Regions from separate parts of the Mus musculus genome. Here region 1 is linked to region 2. Evidence: chromatin contacts called from public HiChIP or PLAC-seq data. All regions are on one chromosome and are shown on one strand. Each heading gives the region's core, a stretch centred on a gene start, on an enhancer-like site or on the middle of the called end of the contact. The rest is flanking DNA. Distances are from core to core; before and after follow the strand shown. Region 1 overlaps Gosr2 (golgi SNAP receptor complex member 2). Region 2 overlaps Map3k14 (mitogen-activated protein kinase kinase kinase 14).

The links. HiChIP or PLAC-seq counts read pairs in DNA pulled down with a chosen protein or histone mark.
Region 1: a FOXA1 HiChIP or PLAC-seq map of pancreatic cancer cells shows a contact between it and region 2. The contact joins two enhancer-like sites. A contact is called at or near these places in 1 of 39 promoter capture datasets (embryonic stem cells), 1 of 115 datasets of contacts at active chromatin or transcription factors (pancreatic cancer cells) and 1 of 9 other capture datasets (adipose tissue).

What each region holds. Positions count from the first base shown.
Region 1 is chr11:103,683,866-103,687,615 of GRCm38.p6, reverse strand. Gosr2 (golgi SNAP receptor complex member 2) reads left to right here. Exons shown (of 6, transcript NM_019650.4): 3 at 1-91; 4 at 902-1,034; 5 at 3,684-3,750. Among named protein-coding and RNA genes, the nearest start is that of Gosr2, 12 kb to the left of the region's middle. Within about 2 kb of position 2,250, at least 109 of the 459 cell types and tissues checked have an H3K27ac peak or open chromatin away from gene starts, as enhancers often do. A contact at or near this core is called in pancreatic cancer cells, where this site is marked.
Region 2 is chr11:103,244,886-103,248,731 of GRCm38.p6, reverse strand. The region is part of intron 1 of Map3k14 (mitogen-activated protein kinase kinase kinase 14); the gene reads left to right. Among named protein-coding and RNA genes, the nearest start is that of Map3k14, 21 kb to the left of the region's middle. Within about 2 kb of position 1,796, at least 185 of the 459 cell types and tissues checked have an H3K27ac peak or open chromatin away from gene starts, as enhancers often do. A contact at or near this core is called in pancreatic cancer cells, where this site is marked.

The sequences.
Region 1 (3,750 bases), core at 1,001-3,500, 440 kb before region 2:
AAGCAAGCATAGAGCAAATATTCAGCCATCTGGAGCGCCTGGAGATTTTGTCAAGCAAGGAGCCCTTGAATAGAAGACAGAATGCCAAACTGTGAGTGTCGATCCCTGACGTGGCTCAGATACCTCAGGCCCCTAAAGCACACCTTTCTCCCATCGGAAGCTATAGAATATTCTGAAAATCTGGGTACTTACTAAAGAAATGAAGTCTGTGTGAAGATAAAGTCTTCCCTAAAATGCACAGTTCTATGTAAGCAATAGACCCCCCCCCCCCAAATTAAAGAGTGTGCGCACCTGTGATCATGGTCCCTGATGTCCTTGGGAGTGATTATAGTCCATTGTCTCTGTGAGGTAATGTTGACAGTATGCATTTTGTGACCAGACCCCTGGTCACTGAAAGCTTAGGACTGCCAGGGAGTGTGGCTCTGCTGTTTGGTTCCCACTGGCGTCTGCTGGGCTGAAATGCACTTGTACTCTTTCCTAATCGCTTCCATCAGTCTGCTTATAATGAAGTACTGATCGAATCTTTGATACTCCACCGTGAAATTCAAAGGGAAACCACCCTCACCACCACTCCAGCCCCTACTCCCAAAAGTTTCATGAAACTTCATGGCTGCTCTACCTTAGAGCTGCCCTTGGGCTTCTTCCAGGAGTACAGTGTAACCCTCAGAAGGTCAGGAAGGGGCCATCAAGCCTGCTTCCTGTCACCTGTTCCCTGAGAAGTCAGAGCCCAGCAGACATTTGAGTAAAGCTGGAGCTGTGTGTAATTTTACCCACCATAACCACAGGCTGCCGCTTGACTCGGTGAGGGTGGGCCCTGGGAGAGAAGGGAGTATAGAGCCAGGTTGCCTCAGTGTGCCCACCCCAGCCCCTAGGATTTAATCTCTGTCTCCATTAACTCCAGCCGTGTCGACCAGCTAAAGTATGATGTCCAGCACTTGCAGACTGCCCTCAGGAACTTTCAGCACCGGCGCCAAGTCAGGGAGCAGCAGGAGAGACAGCGAGACGAGCTTCTGTCTCGCACCTTCACCACTAACGTAAGCCAGACTCTGGGGGTTGGCAGGCGCCTGACAGGTCAGGACTGAATGCAGGTAACAGGCATCACCTCTTAGCGGAGTGCCTGAAGCTGACTCAGGAGGAGACCAAGTGGAAATGTCGGGACTTTGTGCATTGCCACTAAGACCAGGCCTGGGTGGGGGATTTCTCTCCAAACACAAAAACCCGAGGAGGAAGCAGTTAGACTGAAGCAGTAGAGTAGGCAGAGAGGAAAATTCCCTGGCTTGATTAGTCCACTGCAGAGGTGGGGTTCACATGGGGGGAGATGCTTCTGTGAGCAGATAGAGACAGGTGGTTAGAGTGGTTAGAAAGCTGCCTCCAGGCACGTGCCATTGTGCTGTGTGTGTGTGTGTGTGTGTGTGTGTGTGTCTCCAGCCTCAGATGCATTAAAATGTTTCCCATTGTGCTGTGTGTGTGTGTGTGTGTCTCCAGCCTCAGATGCATTAAAATGTTTCCCATTGTGCTCTGTGTGTGTGTGTGTGTGTGTGTGTGTGTGTGTGTGTCTCCAGCCTCAGATGCATTAAAATGTTTCTGCCCCGGCTCAAATGGCAATTTGGAGGAATTTGTTAACAGATGTGTTAGATGCATTGCTTGACTTCAGTCTTTTTGGAATAGCCTGTTGTTTTGCATGTTTGATCTCTTAGAAGCCCTGCCCTGTCTCCTAGCCTCAGTAGGCTCATTCTCTGCAAATACAACCTCCTGGCCCTTTTCAGGGACTCACATAGTGTGTTCTACCAAATGAGGTGGGTTTGGGCTTCATAGTTTGTCACTTTCTAAATCTGCCAGTAGAATTCCTTGCTTAATATGTGTACAAAGCCACACTGTAGACAGAAATACTGCAAGCAAGCCTGGAGCGAGCCTGGTGGCTCTAACCGCACACAGACTGGGCCTGGGAGAGAGCCAAGTCGTCACTAGTAGTGAGTGCTCTCTTTCCTACTGTCTGATTGGCACAACCTCCTGCCAGGCAGTGCCCCTCCACCACGGAAACCCCGATTTCCACTGGCAGATGACCAAGCCATTGCTCCATGCCCTGCTGCAGTGCGGTTCTTCCAGGGCTTCAGGTTGGGGCTTCACAGGTTTGTGTTTATAGAGCAGGTGGGCAGGCAGGCCGTGGTGATTAACAGCTCACACATACAGTGCTGTAAGCCTCTGAGTAAGCCAGCATATGGCATGCTACATCACATTCAGGCAGTTGTAGGCTAGACATGACCTCTCAGGATTATTCTGTTGATTGCCAGCCTGATGTGGCACCACACTCACCAGGCTGCTCATAAGCACTGACTCACCAAATGAAACTTCCTCCAAGTCACTTTCCCCATTCTAAAGAGAGCAGACTAGCACCCTTCCCTTCTCAGGTTTCTGTGTAAAGCCATTCAGTAAGTGCTTGTCAGAAAAGGGGAGTCGTGGTTCTCTTAAAACACTAGAGTTAACACCAAGATACCAAGTAAAGCCTTTGAGAAGAGTACTAAACATGGCTTCTTCCTTTCAGGAGCTTCTGTGTTAGCAGGGAGTTTCAAAATGTCCACCTAGGGCTGGTTCTGAACTTGAGCAGCAGAACAAATGGTTACTCACCTGCCAGTGGGAATTGGGGCTTCCATGGTGGTGGGGCACTGCCTGGCAGGAGGTTGTGCTGGTCAGACAGCAGGAAGGAGAGACAATCACTGCTGGGTGACACGTGGTCCTCTTCCCAGCGCAATTGGTGTGTGGTTAGAGCCACCAGGCTCACTCTCAGTGTTTTTGTCTGCAGTGTAGTTGAAATTGAGAGTTGTGTGTGCACCCAGCCCTGGGATCCTACCTATCTGGACAGGTTATTCCATCTCTCTGGGCCTCACCTTCTTCATCTGCAAAATGGGGAGAGCAGGAAAAGTCCAGCAAGCTGTGTGAGTTAGAGAAATGTGCCTGTGAAGTAAGAGGGCTTGGTCTGTACTGATAGGGCATTTCAGTCGGAAAGGCCAGGGTCCAAAGGAGTGCTTAGTAGGTAAATCCATTGCAAAGTCTGCAGAGTCTGTGATCTGAGGCATCTCACTCACATAGACTGTGCTCACTCTGCAGTCCTCTTTTCTTTTCCTCTGTCTTTCTTTAGCAACCTTTCCCTGCCTTCTCAGAACTTTGTTCCCATCCTGAACACCCTGCAGGCTTCAGTAGAAAGCACTGCCCCTTTGATCCGTAGTTTCAGTCTAATTAGAGGGATAAGCTATAGATAAAATAGCTAAAGAACAAAAGCAAACATGTAAAAGCGCACGAGCAAGAACTGCTGTAAAGGAACACTTGAGAAGCTGTCTTTGAGAGGCGCCAGAAAAAACCTTTAGGAGAAATGAATGAAGTCTGGAAGGAATAACCGGATTTTCCTCAGTGGGGGACGTAGCAGATGAACAGATCAACACTACAGCAGAGCTCACTTGGAGAATTATGGGTCCGTTACCTCTTCTGCTGCTGTGCGAGCAGGCCCCGCCCCCTTACACACACCTTTGCTTTGCTTTCCTCCCCTGTTGGACTCTCTGATTCTTGCATTTGTCCCTCTAGTTCTTCTGGCTTGACGTTGGCCAAAAAGGCAGTGTAGTAAGATTTGCCCAGCCCCCAGGAGCTGAGTGGCAAGCAAAGTTAACCAAGTGCCTGCATTTCTTTCACAGGACTCTGACACCACCATTCCCATGGATGAATCACTGCAGTTTAACTCCTCCCTCCACAACATTCACC
Region 2 (3,846 bases), core at 547-3,046:
AGCCTAAATCTTATTTCTGTCCGAGGATCTTGCTTTCCATCTGCGTTCTCCAGTGTGTACCAGAGGAACTGAATCTGCATCGTATTACATTGTAATTAAATGTCCTGCTGGCTATTAGTAATATAGAGAGGGGTCAAATGGCAGACCTGACCCCAAAAGCTTTGTCAGAATACAGATTCTAAGAGGCTAGAGATGGTTTCATGGCTAAAGAGCACAGGCTGTTCTTCTAGAGAACGCAGATTTGATGTCCAGTTACAGATGCTCGCTCACAACCATCTGTAACTCTGGTTCCAGGGAATCGGATGCCCTCCTCAGGCCTCCACAGGCACCAGACACGGTGCTCAGACATACGTGGAAGCAAAGCATCCACGCATAAGAAATAAAAGTAGAAGGACAGGTCCTGGGACAGGAGGGATGGCTCAGCCATTGAGGGCATTTGCTGGTCTCTCAAAGGACCTGAGTTTGGTTCTCTGCTCCCGGGTGAGGGGGCTCACAACTGTCCTGTGACTCTAGCACCAGCAGACCCCACCGCCTCTTCTGACCACCACAGCATCCCCGATGTGTGTGCAGATAAAATTAATTCATTACTTTTTAAAGGTTCAGATTTGTAGCCAGACGTGGATGGCACATGGTTGCTGCCGTGCAGGGGGCGAAGACAGGGAGGCAGACTTCCAAGAGTCAAGACCCTCAACCATATCTTAGAGTAAAATGATTTCTTGTCACATAGCGCGTGCACACACACACAACATGGTGCAGATGCTGAGGTCAGAGGGTAACTGTGGCAATTGGTTCTCTTTCTCTACGCTGTGGGTTCCAGGAATCAAACTCAAGTTCTCAGGCTTGGCAGCCCCTCCCCAAAAAAATGTTTTCCTGAAAAGGTCTGGGAATGTAACATGCCTCGGAGAGAGAGTGCTTGCCTGATCCGTGTGAAACCCTGGTTTCAGTCCCCACACTAAGAGACAAGCAGATTCTTGGCCTGCAGCCCGGTTCCTCTTGAGTGGATCTAGCAGAAGTGCTTTGTAAGAAGTCATCTGGGGCTGTAACCAACTCCTGCATGGGAAAGCTCACTGTGGGAGGGATGCAGAGGTATGGCTCAAGCATGGAGCCCTGGCCCTGCCCTGGCACACTGGAGCAACACCCTGTGCCCCGTATACACTTGAGCAGCTGGCTGAGCACCATGACCCTTTCCCTGGAAAAATACAAACTGTGTCTTGCTTGCTCTTGTGGCTCCCAGACCTCCTTGAGCCCAAACCAAGAACTGCTCTTTTTTTAAAAAATCATGGAAATATATATAATATATATATATATATATATATATATATATATTATATATATAATTATTTACATCCTGAATGCTGTCCCCCCTTCCCAGTCTCCCCTCCCCTTCGCCTCTGAGAGAGGGCAGTCCCCTCCCCCATATCCCCCTACTCTGTTGCATCAAGTCTCTGCAGGATTAAGTGCATCCTCTCTCACTGAGGCCAGACAAGGCAGCCCTCTGCTACATATGTGCCAGGGGCCTTGGACCAGCCCAGGTACACTCCGAGAACTGCTTATGGTTGATATAGTAGCACCCAGTCACTTCTGCCCCTAGACTCCTGCAGACCCATTGGGCACAGCAAGAGGGCATCAGGTTAGGTGTATGCATCAGGCCTGAAAGGGTGCTGTGTGAACCCCTGCCTTTTCTTTGTGTGGGCTCTGGGTGTGGCTCTTGCCGTTTCTGTCATCCTTGGCTTCCATACAGTGAAGACAGCAGGCGGCTGCGTGCACTAGAGGCTGAGGTGGAGCTGGAGGGGGGGGGGTTGGGTTGAGTGATACTGTACAGCCTTGACCTCATTTTGTCCCAACTCTCCAGGCACTGCAGGGGAGACAGAAAGGACAAGTTTCAGGCCTGGGAGATAGGGATGAGCCTGTACCAAAGCCCAGGGTTCTGGGAAGAACACCTAGCTACCAGTCCTGGAATTGGGACTGAAATGAGTTTTATGGGCCAGACCCACATAGAAGTAGAGAGGGAGAGAGGAAGCAGGCCTGTCTATATTTGTGGGAGAGCTGCCATTAGGCCAGCGAACCTGGAAGCTGTCAGAGAGGGGCTGAGTCACGATTATGTGGCATGGGAAGCCAGCTGCAGGAGAAGCTTTGCTGCTGCGTGCTGGAACTGTCTGCCTCGGGGAGAGTGAGGGTCAGCCACTCTTGGGTCCAGCTGCCATCTGCTGGGTCAGCTTCTCAGTAGGTCCTCCTTGTTGTCCTGGCTGCCAGGCTGGGCATGAGTCACTGTGGAGTACACAGGAGGCTTCAACCTCAAGTTCTCCCCAGAGGAAGCAGCTTGTGTTTGTCGTGTGTGCATGGGGGTGGGAGCGCCAGGGCCCCTGGCCTGCTGCCTGGCTAGCCACCATCTTAATGGAGCTATAGCCCAGGGTGAACTTTAAACATTAGGTAGGAGCAGGCTATCTGAGCAGGGTGCAGCTCCACCCATCTTCCTCGCTCATCAGCGCAGTTCTTTATCTCTGGTGCTCAGGATTGTCCTGTCCCAAAGTCTAGAAGTGTGCCTTTGCTTGTTCAGTGCCCTTGTTTAGCCCGTGTTTGACCAACATGAGCGGTGTTGAGTTTGCCTTGCTGTTCTCTATACTAAGATACCTAGGGTGCCCCTCTGCTCTTAGACCACAGAGGACCACAACTTTTGTTTCACGTTTGCCTGTGACCTGGGAAACTTGCGTGTGGGTCCAGCCTGAAGAGCCCGGGTCCTCTGCCTGCCTCTGCTCTGATTCACATGGGCGGAGCAACTTTGAGCAGGGACCCACTTGGGTAGGCTTCAGGTTTCTCACAAAAAAATGAGGAGATTGAAGCATCCCTGAGGTCCCTTTAAACATACAGCAACTTCTGTTACATTTGGGGGATTTTTCTGATTGGTTTTTAAATTTAATTTTCCCTGATTTTTGTTTTTTTTTTAAAGCTAAGAAAGGTCAGTTTTCGTATAGGCTTTAAGTCAATATTCAGCACGTTGTGGGATTCAGGGAGGAGAGTAGAGAAATGAAAAAGAAAAATTACAATAATAGCCTACCTGGAGGTTTTTGCCTATTTGGCTATTTGGAAGTCAGAATTCCCCCATAGACTTCTTAGAGTGACCAAGTGACAGATTGTCTTTTTTTTTTTTTTAGATATTTTCTTCATTTACATTTCAAATGATATCCCCAAAGCCCCTTATACCCCCCCCCACTCCCCAGTCCACCCACTCCCGCTTCCTGGCCCTGGCATTCCCCTGTACTGGGGCATAGGATCTTCAAAATACCAAGGGCCCCTCCTCCCATTGATGGCCGACCAGGCCATCCTCTGCTACATATGCAACTAGAGACACAGCTCTGGGGGTTACTGGTTAGTTCATATTGTTGTTCCTCCTATATGGTTGCAGACCCCTCTGACTGTCTTTTGTAGCCTCCAGAATCAGGCAGTCCCCTCTAGGTTGAGCGGGCTATGCTTCAGTAGCAATGGGGATGGAAGGAGAGTGAGGCGGCTTTAGGAAGAAGCTTGAGCCAAGTATCCCTCGGATCACCACTATCTCATTAACTTCCAGGCATGGTTGGGCAGAAGGCCAGGGCCCATAGAGCATTGGCTTCATTTGGTCTGCATTTCTGCCCCAAGAGCAAATAAGTATGAGCTGAGCGTAATGGCGTACAGCAGGGAAGACAGCATCTGTGAGAGATCAGCCTGCCACCCCAGAGCAATTCTTACAGACCTGTCTGCATGTGGCACCTTCTCAGGCTTTGTCTGAAGCAAGTCATACCCTGCTCTTCAGTAAGTCCCAGTCTTTGGACCAGAGTGATGGCTTAATGTCCTTGTGCAATTGCTACTCTC